Linked DNA regions of Pan troglodytes: region 1 is linked to region 2. Evidence: chromatin contacts called from public HiChIP or PLAC-seq data. All regions are on one chromosome and are shown on one strand. The core of a region is the stretch at or near the end of the contact, and the rest is flanking DNA. Distances in the headings are between cores, read along the strand shown.

Evidence for each region. HiChIP or PLAC-seq counts read pairs in DNA pulled down with a chosen protein or histone mark.
Region 1: a contact with region 2 is called in an H3K4me3 HiChIP or PLAC-seq map of stem cell-derived excitatory neurons, with 4 times the contacts expected there. The contact joins the promoter of MSMO1 here to the promoter of TMEM192 in region 2. A contact is called at or near these places in 3 of 7 Hi-C or Micro-C datasets (induced pluripotent stem cells and stem cell-derived neural progenitor cells) and 1 of 1 datasets of contacts at active chromatin or transcription factors (stem cell-derived excitatory neurons).

The regions. Positions count from the first base shown.
Region 1 is chr3:166,965,511-166,971,107 of NHGRI_mPanTro3-v2.0_pri, forward strand. It overlaps MSMO1 (methylsterol monooxygenase 1), which reads left to right and starts at 2,034. Exons shown (of 6, transcript XM_003310562.7): 1 at 2,034-2,850.
Region 2 is chr3:166,748,941-166,754,835 of NHGRI_mPanTro3-v2.0_pri, forward strand. TMEM192 (transmembrane protein 192) reads right to left here and starts at 3,196. Exons shown (of 6, transcript XM_526719.9): 1 at 3,018-3,196. The coding sequence starts at 3,044.

The DNA.
Region 1 (5,597 bases), core at 784-3,283, 220 kb after region 2:
CAACACATTACTTAACCTCTAATCCTTATTTTGTTTTTAAAATGGCAATAGTAGTGTCTGTGTCACAAGGTTGTTGCGTTTGAAAGAAATGATGCATGTTAATATGCTTGAAATCCAGCGGGCCCTCAATAAATTACAGCTATTGTTCCCTGAGCCCCCCGTTAGTCTTCATTGTAGGGAAATAAGTGAGTTGAGCTGCTGCATCAGCATTTTTTTCCAGCTCTAAGCCTTTAAGGTTTAAAATAATCTGACCCCTCCATACACCTACGCCTGCTCTGATTTAGAAAATGTAATACTGTGGTAGAATTCCAAATCAGAAATAATTGCTGACATTTACTGATCATATCTTGTATGCCAGAGACTCTGCAAAGGGCTTTACATATGTTATCTCATGTAATCATCATAAATAACTCTTCGAGGTGTAGGTATTATTATTTTACAGAAGTACCAGATAAGACAGAGAAGTAACTTATCCACTGCTAATAAAATGCCAAGCCTAGTAAGTGTGGCCCGATAGTGTGTGCTATTGATGCTCACCTGATAGAGGATGGCAGGTTTGGGCAGAGAGAAAAGTTGGGTGGCAGTGCAGTCATCACACAACCAATAGGATGGGGAGCTCTGGAGCTGGGATGGCCAAGCAAAGTAGCCCTACATTGGTTTAGGGGATTTTATACGTTTCAACCAGTTACTTGACTAGCTGTTGCCTAGAAAGGGGGTATACCCGTGGGGAGAGGTGCTTCTCTTTGGCAGTACTCAGCAGCTGGAGGAATGCCTGCTTAGGTCTTGAAGAGGGGGATCTGGGTGGTGTGCCACAGCATCCACTACAGGACCAACAGATTCATATGCCCACTGCACAGTATACGCTGAGACAGCAGGGTTTGCAGCAGAGAAAGTTTAGTGATGGCAGGGTGCCGAGAGGAGATGGGAGGAGACCCTCAAATTCATCTCTCCGAGGAGTTCTGTGCTGGGGCTTTTAAGGGGATCCTGGAGGGCAATGGGCTGGAAAATTAGGGTCCTCGATTGGCTGGGGTAAGGGGGAATGAAACCATCAGGATGTGGGAACTGCATTCTTTGGTGAGTCAGCTCCTTGTCAGACCAGCTGAGTCAGTAGTTTCATCAGTATGAAGGACCTGAAAGGTTATCTCAAAGCACAAACTTAACGTTTCATAATGTTCAAGTTGTTGTCTATAGAGCAGTTAGGGGAAACTATAACCTTGTAACAGAGTCTACATGATTCTGAAGCAATAGGCAAACAATTATGAGGAAGGGGTCAGACAGCAAGCTGACCTAATTATTAATCCTCAGTGTGCTGCAAGCTTGGTTTAATTTCGTTCCCCCCACCCCTTTTTCCCAGATTAATTTCATAAAGTATATAGGGACGGTTTCAGACACCACTGTAAAGGCATCCTAAAGACAGGGCTGACCCTGACAACCAAGGGACAGATGCCATTTCTTTTCATTTGACGTGACCTCTGTGATGATACTTTACAAAGAATGTGTGTGCCAAACATGAGGGATAGACGAATAAGTACAGGTCACACTGAATCTAAAAAAGACACTTTTCAAGAGGGAACTTCCTCAAGGAGATAGTACCTGAATTGATGGGGCGGCATGGAGATGGCTGATTATTCCAGGCAGAAGGGCCAGTTTGAGCAAAAGCATGGAGGAATGAAACAATAGTATTCTGTTTTCAGAAGCTGTATATATTTGACACAATATACACATAATCAAAACATCATGTGTACGCCGTAAACACAATTTTTGTCAATTATACCTTAATAAAGAAGGAGGAAAAAGGGCCTTCACTAGCCCAAATGATGCCCCTGTGCGGTTTTTTCTTTAAAGGCACCTCTTCCGTTAAGTGAAAGTTTTAGTATATTATCACATCTGTACAGTTTTATTATGAAACCCCAGTACACAATATTTTAATGTTGAGAGATGGTGTAAACTGAGCTTTAGAGCTGCAAAGACCTGCGTCAAGCCCCCGCCCCCGCCCCCGGGCACTCATCGTCCAGCACAACAATTGCAACAACACCTGGGCGTTCTCAGCCCATGTAGCGAGGTCAAGGTCCTGGGAGCCGAACTCTCCCTTGATGTTCAATCTTTTTAAATCTTTCCCAGCCTCTACTTCTCATCTGCAAAATGACGATAATCGCATTTGAAATTCTCCGTTTCAAAATGCAGGGATTTATTAAAGGATACGTAGGCTGGGGAAACAAGGGAGACGAAAGATCTAAATCTAAATGGTAGACCAGAAAAAGGAAGGCAAGGGTGTCTGGAAACACAAAACAGTCAACATAGATTTTAAGACTCATCTATACTCTTTTCTTCCCGGGTTTGGGAGCTGCGGTTGCTACACAGGTCACATTTGAAATAAAAGTCCTGGGACTGCGGCTGGCGCGACACTTTCCCCCGCACAGCGCAGGCTCTCACTGGGAATCTGCCGGGAACGCAGTTGCCAAGACGACTCCGCGCGGCAGGGCGAGGCGGCCATCCGTCTGTGCCCGCCCCCTCACGCCGTGACGCGCACTCACGCTTCCCCGCCTCCGGGCGCTCCGCGGTGCCGACCATTGGCTGGCCCTGCAGGTCTCACTATCCTCACTCCATCCGCGGAGCAAATGGCTGGGACCGCCAGGAGCTCGTTCGCGCGAGTCACACGATGTCGGCAACTGCACAGACCAATCACCGTGCCGAGAAGGCGGGGCGGGAGCCCTCGCAGGCCAATAACGACAGGACGGACCGCCTGGCCCACCCGGCTCCACCCCCCAGCCAGGCGAGGCAGGTTCCGAGGCTGGAACACCTGGCGAGTCCTCGGTGTCGGTGGCCGGCAGTCATCTCGCGGCCGTTCAGGTGAGGGGGTTGGAGGAGTGGCTCATGAGCGAGGAAGGGGGAGCAGGCGGGCTCCTACCCGGTGCTCCGTGAGATCGAGGGAAGCGGGTTCGGGGTGCGGATGCACGCGCTGGGCGGGACGCTGGCAGTGGTACCCGAGAGGGGGCGGAAGGAGACTGGAGTGAAGGTGGGCCTAGGCTAAGGTACGTGCTAGAAAGGATGAAAACGGAGTGAAATTCTTAAGTGATGGAACTAGGCTAGGGCATGTTTCTTGCCCTTTAAAATGTGTTGTCTTCGGGAGACAGGACGTAGAAGACAGTTGCAGCACAGGGTGATAGGCTGGCGAAAGTTATACAAAAGCAGGAAACACTAGAAGGAGGTAAGATGTAGTATGCTTTGGGAGTAGTGGCGTTGGGAAGGGCGTCCGAGAGGAGGTTACTGAAGGATGACTAGGAGTTGGATGGGAGGACATCACCTGTAAGGGAACGGTATTTCCGTGGGCAGAGAGGAATGAAGCACTAGCAACCATGAGTGATCAGATACTGCAAAAATGTGAAGTGTAGGATGGCGAGAATGTAGGAAATGAAGAGTGAAGAAGTCTGGAAGGGCCTCGTGTGCATCAATCACAGCGGGGCTTGATCTTTATGCTTAGGGCAAGCACTCCCTTGAACTTTGAGTGTTTTAAGGAGGTTATCTCTGATGTTTAAATTTATATAGATCGTGGCATTGCATCTTAGAAACAAGGTTTAAGAAGGGCAAGCTTGGAGGCAGGGCAAGTCCAGAAAATGAAGGAGCTGGTGAAATCCGTGTTAAAGTGCCAAAGGACAGAGACAGGCTGACAGCTGAACTTCAAGGTTTCTGAGAATCCACAAATAACTAAATTTTATCTAGTCAACCTGCTCCAGAACAGGCTTCCAGTCATTTAGGTTGCCCAAGAATGAGTAAAGGAAAAGGAAATTCAATTTTCCAAGACCTTGTCTCCCCTCTCCTCTTTAATTCCTTGTTCAGTTAGCAACAGTATATCCATTCCCTCACTCCTTTGTGAAAAGTAAATTCCTGAATGTTAACTAAACCAAGTGTTTCTAAATTGGGTAAGAGTTTGAAGACTTAAGGCAGCAGAATGGGAGAGACTTAAAACGTTATGTCTGAGAATTAGGCATTAGAGGCGGCCTAGTATTTGGGCGGGGGTTGTGAGGAGCACATACTGAACCTTTGGACCTGTTGAGTGAGTTCATGTGCCTCTGAACTCTCTGACTGGATATGACCAGTAAACTTGGATAATTAGATCCTGGAGTTTAGGGGAGAGGGCTAGAGATAGAGATGATGGATATCAGCATATTTTTAAAACAGAAAATAGTTAAGATCACCCAAGACAATCTGGAATCGTCTGGGAAGTTTACTGGGAAACTTTCCAGCTTCAATTCTCATATTCTTTCTAATCTCCTGGTTGAGTCTTTGGAGTTGCTGTTCTCTCTATGCAAAACCCCTCCTTTGACCCTCTCTCCCTCACTCTATTTTTTAATTTGTCACCTCCCTCTCCTGTTCTAGGTCTCAGTTTAGATAGCACCTTTCTCTAGAAGTTTATAGCACTGTGTATTCCCCCCTTTATTGTTCTTATCACATAATTTTTGATGGTTTGGACACTAGTTGTTATTCCTCACTAAATTTTATGTTTTGTGAACTCAGGGGTAAGGGCACCAGCTAGCACAATGAATGCACAATACTTGTCAGAGTGAATGCATTTGAGTTCCAAGAACCAAGGAAAGGCGGTATTTCAAGAAGAGAAGTATCAAATCTTCCAGATTAGTCAAATAAACTCCAAAAAAAAAAAAAAAAGGTTTATTGGATTTGGCAGCTGGAGATCCATAGCGATTTTTTTTTTTTTTTTTTTTGAGACGGAGTCTCACTCTCGCCCAGGCTGGAATGCAGTGTCGTGATCTCGGCTCGCTGCAACCTCAGCCTCCCGGGTTCAACCAATTCTCCTGCCTCAGCCTCCCCAGTAGCTGGGATTACAGGCATGCGCCACCACACCCGGCTAATTTTTTTGTATTTTTTTGGTGGAGCTGTTTCACCATATTGGCCAGACTGGTCTGGAACTCCTGACCTTGTGGTCTGCCCACCTCAGCCTCCCAAAGTGCTGGGATTACCAGCGTGAGCCACCACACCCAGCCTCCTTAGTGATTTTAGTAAGAGTAAGTTCAGTGCAGTGATGACAATAGAACGCAGATTGCAGTTGCTAGAATATAAACAGGAAATAAGAAGATAAAGACAACTCATGTGGAATACCTTTTCATAGGGCTTAGGTAAACTGTAGGAATTATTCTCCTTGTACTCTAATGCTTATTATGGGTTTTATTTATAATTATAGTGTAATATAATGGATGACTGCATGGGCTTCCCCACTTAGCATTTGTTAAGTTAAGCATTAACTTAACATTAAGCATTAGACTTTGGGCAAGTTGCTTAATCTTTCTAAACCTCAGTTATTTTATCTATAAAATGGCGATAAAATAATACCTACCTCACGAAGGTGTGGTAAGGATTAAAGTGAAAATGTAGAGAGCAGGTGGCATGCTTTGAACACAGTTCTTGGCACAGAAAGTGCCCAATAATTGTTAGTTTCTTGTAGCTATTACATGCCAGCTCCTGTGCTAACTAAGCGCTTTATATGCATTGTCTCTTGGACTCATTGGAAGACCTACTGTTTTAATTTTTGCTGCTGATAAAACTGCATCACAGAGAGGTTACCTAATTTGCCCAAGGTCACA
Region 2 (5,895 bases), core at 1,946-4,445:
TATCTCCTAATATGTCACTTTCATGCACCTTCTTCTCTCGCCTAAATGAGCTTTCCATAGAGCCCTACAAATATCCTCCCTTACCTTTTTCAGAATTCTATGCATCTTTCAAGGTCCTAACCAAGTTTATGTTCTCTATAAAACTGGCCTTGTTAAGTGTTTTCCTTCTGCTTTAAAATCCTATAAAACTTATTGCCCATAATATTCATTTGGAATATTTCTTATGCTGCCTTGTATTGTTTTCCTTTTCATGGGTGTATCTTTTGTTTTTCCTAACTACACTGAAGGAGTTGGGGACTATAATATGGTTCTTCTCTATGTCACTTAGGAGTATTTACTTTCCATTGAATCCTATAGGAAATATGCAGTGTAACCATACAAACAGCACCCAGCCATTCTATTAACTCACCATCTGCAAGTGAAGGGTGAGGGGAAGAGGACTCCTGAATCCAAATGATTTTTTCATTTCCATTATTAACTACATTACCACCTGTAGAAGATGTCTGTTGTTTTTGCCCACATGGTATCTCTTCCCTCTTCTGTGACAGTAACTCTATTTCCTTTGAGGACCCACTGTCTACTTCTGCATTAAGTCTTAGTGGAACCATCCTTCAATACCCTTCCTCCTCCTCTGCTCTAGGAGTGGTCATGGAACAAAAAACAGTTGGGTGAATCCAACTCTTTCCATGAGCAGTAAAAGAAAGATCATGAGGCCGGGCACGGTGGCTCACGCCTGTAATCCCAGCACTTTGGGAGGCCAAGGCAGATGGATCACCTGAGACCAGCCTGACCAAAATGGAGAAATCCCGTCTCTACTAAAAATACAAAATTAGCCAGGTGTGGTGGTGCATGCCTGTAATCCCAGCTATTTGGGAGGCTGAGGCAGGAGAATCACTTGAACCCGGGAGGCAGAGGTTGCAGTGAGCCGAGATCGTACCATTGCACTCCAACCTGGGCAACAAGGGTGAAACTCCATCACAAAAAAAGAAGAAAGATCATGATTTAGGCAGATTCATTCCAGGGTAGACCCTGAAAGGACTCCTGTCACTTCAATGCCTTGAGATGCCCTTGTTTGGGTCCTTTCAGAGGCCTTGGCATATACTCACCCTATAGCCTTTCGAATAAATCTTTTTCTTAAATTAGCCAGAGTTGGTTTCACTGCCTGCAAACAATGAATCCTTACTAACACAAAGTCTTTGACTCAACTCATTTAAGTGTCTGTAACTAAGGCATGGTCCAAAATTTTTAGCTTTTTCCTGAAGGCTAGAAATCATGTTTACAAAATACCAAAAGCAGGCAACTTACTCAGATCTAAAGTGACTCCAATATGTGGTTGGTAGCAAAACATTAATCTCTAATTAATTTTTATTTATTTTTATTTTTGAGACAGAGTCTCGCTCTGTCGCTCTGTTGCCCCAGCTGGAGTGCAATGATGCGATCTTGGCTCACTGCAACCTCTGCCTTCCGGGTTCAAGCGATTCTCCTGCCTCCCCAGTATCTGGGATTACATGCCCCCACCACCCCACCTGGCTAATTTTTGTATTTTTAGTGGAGACGGGGTCCTGCCATGTTGGCCAGGCTGGTCTCAAACTCCTGACCTCAGGTTATCTGCCTGCCTCGGCCTCCCAAAGTGCTGGGATTACAGGCATGAGCCTCCCAGACCATCCCCAGGCTCCAGTGTTTGAGGAAGCAGATTTCTAGTACTATATGCATCCTAAAGCTAAAAGCTACAGATCCAAGAACGCCAGAGCAGCTTAGCATCAACCAAGAAGCACTTACTGCACGTGTTTTTCTAAGAGACTCTCATTTCCCTCTTACATATTCGTTTTTTTCCGTACATTGTCAGCTCATGAAGCTCAGCCTTAAAAACTCAGAAACAATGAATTTTGCTTTAAATATATATGAGTCTCAAATCTACTTACAGGTCTTACAGTTAATTTTCCATTTTCTCAACTGGAAAAAATAGAAAATTTTAGTTTCATTAGAAATTGTTTGGTCTTTATTTCATCAAGATTATTTAACTGGTTACTGCACAAGAATCTAAGCTACCGTAATGCTGGAACTGTTTCATGTTTCTCTTCCTTTTCCTGATGCAGTTCATTCAGTGATAGGATCACAGTAATATTTCTACTAACTTATTAACCCAAATTAGTGCTTTAATGTAACTGTCAACTTTGCATTTCTCAAGAGCAAAAATTTTATTACTTGCCAGTGGAAAATCCAGTTAATTCTCAGCATACATACATGGTTCCCCTAAAAACATCTTACGATACTGAAGCAAAGAAATAAGGTTTTTGTAATTATGCTACCATTCTGTACTATACACGCTGTAAACTAGGCCACTGGTTTTTTGTTTTGTTTTGTTTTGTTTTTTTGGTAATCTGGTTTGAATCTATCAAAGATTTAAAAACCTTTGCATTCCTACCATGCTAGATTCAAAACAACACATGACACTTTTTCTCTCGTGTGGGTTTCCAGGCCATGATAGCGACAGGTCTGCGGGACGCTGGCGCCCGGCCCGAGCGTCGTTGTCACTCCAAGTCCACAGCCTCTAGAGCCAAGGCAAGGGACCTCACCAGGAAGGGAGATTCGCCCCCTGTGCCCCTGGGACATCCGAGCGGAACCCATCGGCCCGGCTCCCGGAGACTCGCGGGGAGGAAGGGTTGTCAGGCCAGGCGCGCATCACGTGAAGCTGCCAGTTCCGGGATCAAAGACGTACCCCGCGCGTGGGCTGGGCGCCAGCCTGGGACACCCGGGGGCCGCGCGCCCACCGCCCAGGAGCCCACCCCAGCCTCCACTGGGAAAATTAGCCCGGAGCCAACGTGTCGCGGATCCCACAGCCGCCTGGCGCCCTCCCACAGCCCCGCGCCCAGGCCTCCCCGGCACAGGCGGCGCCCCCTTCGGCCGCGGCCGCAGTCGCCAAGGGTGGCTTCCCTCTCTGAGTCTCCGCCCCGTGCGCCCCGGCACAAGAAAAAGCGGATTCCGGGGCCAACCGCCCGCCGCCTCCGTGCACTCACGTCCTCCATCCTGCCCCCCGCCGCCATTTCCCGACGCCGGAGGCCGAAGCCCTGGCCAGCCCGGCCTCTCCACCTGGACCTGTAAGCCTCTGGCCGCGAAACTCGCCACCTTCTGGGACCTGCCAGGCCCCTCCCCAGACACACCCCCTCCTGCGTCCGCCCCGCCTCCGGCTGGCCCGATCCCCGCCCCCTTAGCTCCGATTGGCTGGGATGGTGGGAGGGGTGTGCCGGCCCAGAAGACCTGGACTGTGGGCGGTGGCTACCGCCTGAACCACCTCGGTTCCTGGGGCTTCTGGCCGCAGCCGCTCGGTGCGCTCTTACCCAGAGACTTGAGCATTTAAGGATGCCTTCCTAGTCCAAGAATTTAACTATTTTCAGGCTCCACTTGCATATTTTAAGAACATTAACTTTTTTCGGTCTTGCCTGGTTGTTTGCAGACACAGCTCTACGCCTAGGTAGAACCAGCGGTAAAATCCTACTCCGCCAGCAGAGGGACAGGAGCAGAATAAAGATTCCAATTTCCATGACATATTTACAGATTTCTCCAATGGGAAACAAAGCAGTTCGGAATGCTTACGGCGTTTGTTTATTAAGACAGAGTCTCGCTCTGTCGCCCACGCTGGAGTGCCCTAGCACGACCTCGGCTCACTGCAGCCTCGAACTCTTGGCCTCCTGGCCAGTTCTCCCACCTCAGCCTCTCAAAGTACTGAGATTACAGGCGTGAGCCACTGGGCCCTTGTTTCTTTTAAAATTGAATTTCAAAAAGAGAAAACTTCAATGACATTTTCTAAAAAGCTCATGATTGTAAAAATGTAAGCAAACAAGGAAAGAAATTTTCTGTTACCAGCTCCCGGAGAGAACTTTGATATCAGTTAGAATATATACACTCATACATTTTTTTGGTGGGGCGGCGGAGACGGAGTCTCTCTCTGTCGCCCAGGCTGGAATGCAGTGGTGCAATCTCGGCTCCCAGGTTCAAGCCATTCTCCTGCCTCAGCCCCCTGAGTAGCTAGGATTACAGGCGCGTGCCACCATGCCTGACTATTTTTGTATTTTTAGTAGAGACAGGGTTTAGCCATGTTGGTCAGGCTGGTCTGGAACTCCTGAGGTCAGGTGACTCGCCCGCCTCGGCCTCCCAAAGTGCTGGGATTACAAGTTTAGCCACCGCGTCTTGCCCACTTTCATACATTCTAATGCTTATTTGTACATTGAGTATAGTGTGATCCAGTTTAGGATGTGTGAGATAAAACTACTCAAATGTTAGTGAAGGAAGAGATGGTCTAAGACTCCACGTGATCTTCTTTTTTCTTTTTCTTTTTTTTCTCGTAGAGACAAGGTCTCACTATGTTGCCCAGGCTGGTCTCATAATCCTGAGATTCTATGAATTATTTATCACAAGGCTTTTCTAGACGTGCAAATTTTCTTCTCTGCATTTTATTTTGAAAAATTTCAAGCCTACAGAAATGTTGAAAGATTAATACAATGAACATCCATGTACCCCTCACACTTGATTCATTAGTTGTTCATTTTTTGTCTTGGTTGCTCTGTGTGTGGGTGTGTGTGTTCGCATACTTTTTTTTTGAGATGGAGTCCCGCTCTGTCTTCAGGCTGGATGGAGTGCAGTGGCGCTATCTCGGCTCACTGCAAGCTCTGCGTCCTGGGTTCACGCCATTCTCCTGCCTCAGTCTCCCCAGTGTCTGGGACTACAGGCGCCCGCCACCACACCCAGCTAATTTTTGTATTTTTAGTAGAGACGGGGTTTCACTGTGTTAGCCAGGATGGTCTCGATCTCCTGACCTTGTGATCCGCCTGCCTTGGCCTCCCAAAGTGCTGGGATTACAGGTGTGAGCCACCGTGCCTGGCCATTTTTTAACTGAACCACTTGAGAGTAAATTGAAGACAATATGAAGCTTCATTCCTAGATACTTTGTTGCCTAAAATAAGGATATTTTATATTTTCTTTCATAACCACAATATCAATATTACACACAACTAATAGTAATTCCATGTTTACTAATAACCAATCTATGGCAAAAAGTTGTTTCCAAAATGTCTTTTTTAGCTGCTTTTTTTGTTTTATTTTGTTTTGTTTTGTTTTTGAGATGGAGTCTTGCTATGTTGCCCAGGCTGGATTCACACTCCTGAGTTCAAGCAATCCTCCCACCTCAGCCTCCCAGGTAGCTTGGATAACAGGCATACACCACTGTGCCTGGCCCAGCTGCTGCTTTTTCTTTTTCAGTAACCAGAATCCAATCAAGGTTCACACATTTCATTTCATTATTATGTCAGGACATGCTTTTCTGTTGTTGTTTTCGACACAGGATCTCACTCTGTTAACCAGGCTGGAGTACAGGGGCGCTATCATAGCTCACTGCAGCCTCAACCTCCTGGGCTCAAACAATCCTCCCTCTTCAGCCTCCCAAGCATCTGGGACTATATGTTCACACAACCATACCAGGCTAATTTTTAAGATTTTTCTTTTTGTAAAGATGGGACTTTGTTATGTTGCCCACGCTGGTCTCAAAACTCCTGGTCTCAAGCCACCCTCCTGCCTCAGTCTCCCAAAGTACGGGGATTACAGGTGTGAGCCACTGCACCTGGCCAAGACATGTACTTTCACAGGGACAGCACACTGGTTAAGACCAGGGCTCCAGAATTAGTCATGGAGGTTTGAGTTCTGCATCTTACTAAGCATGTGATATTGGGCACTTAGCTTAAGTTCTTAGGAGCTGACTGGGCAAGGTGGCTCATGCCTATGGCCCCTAGCATGTTGAGACACCAAGGCAGGAGGATTGTTTGGTGCCTGGAGTACGGGACTAGCCTGGGCAACATGGTGAGTCTCTGTCTCTACAAAAGATTAGAACATTAGCTAGGTGTG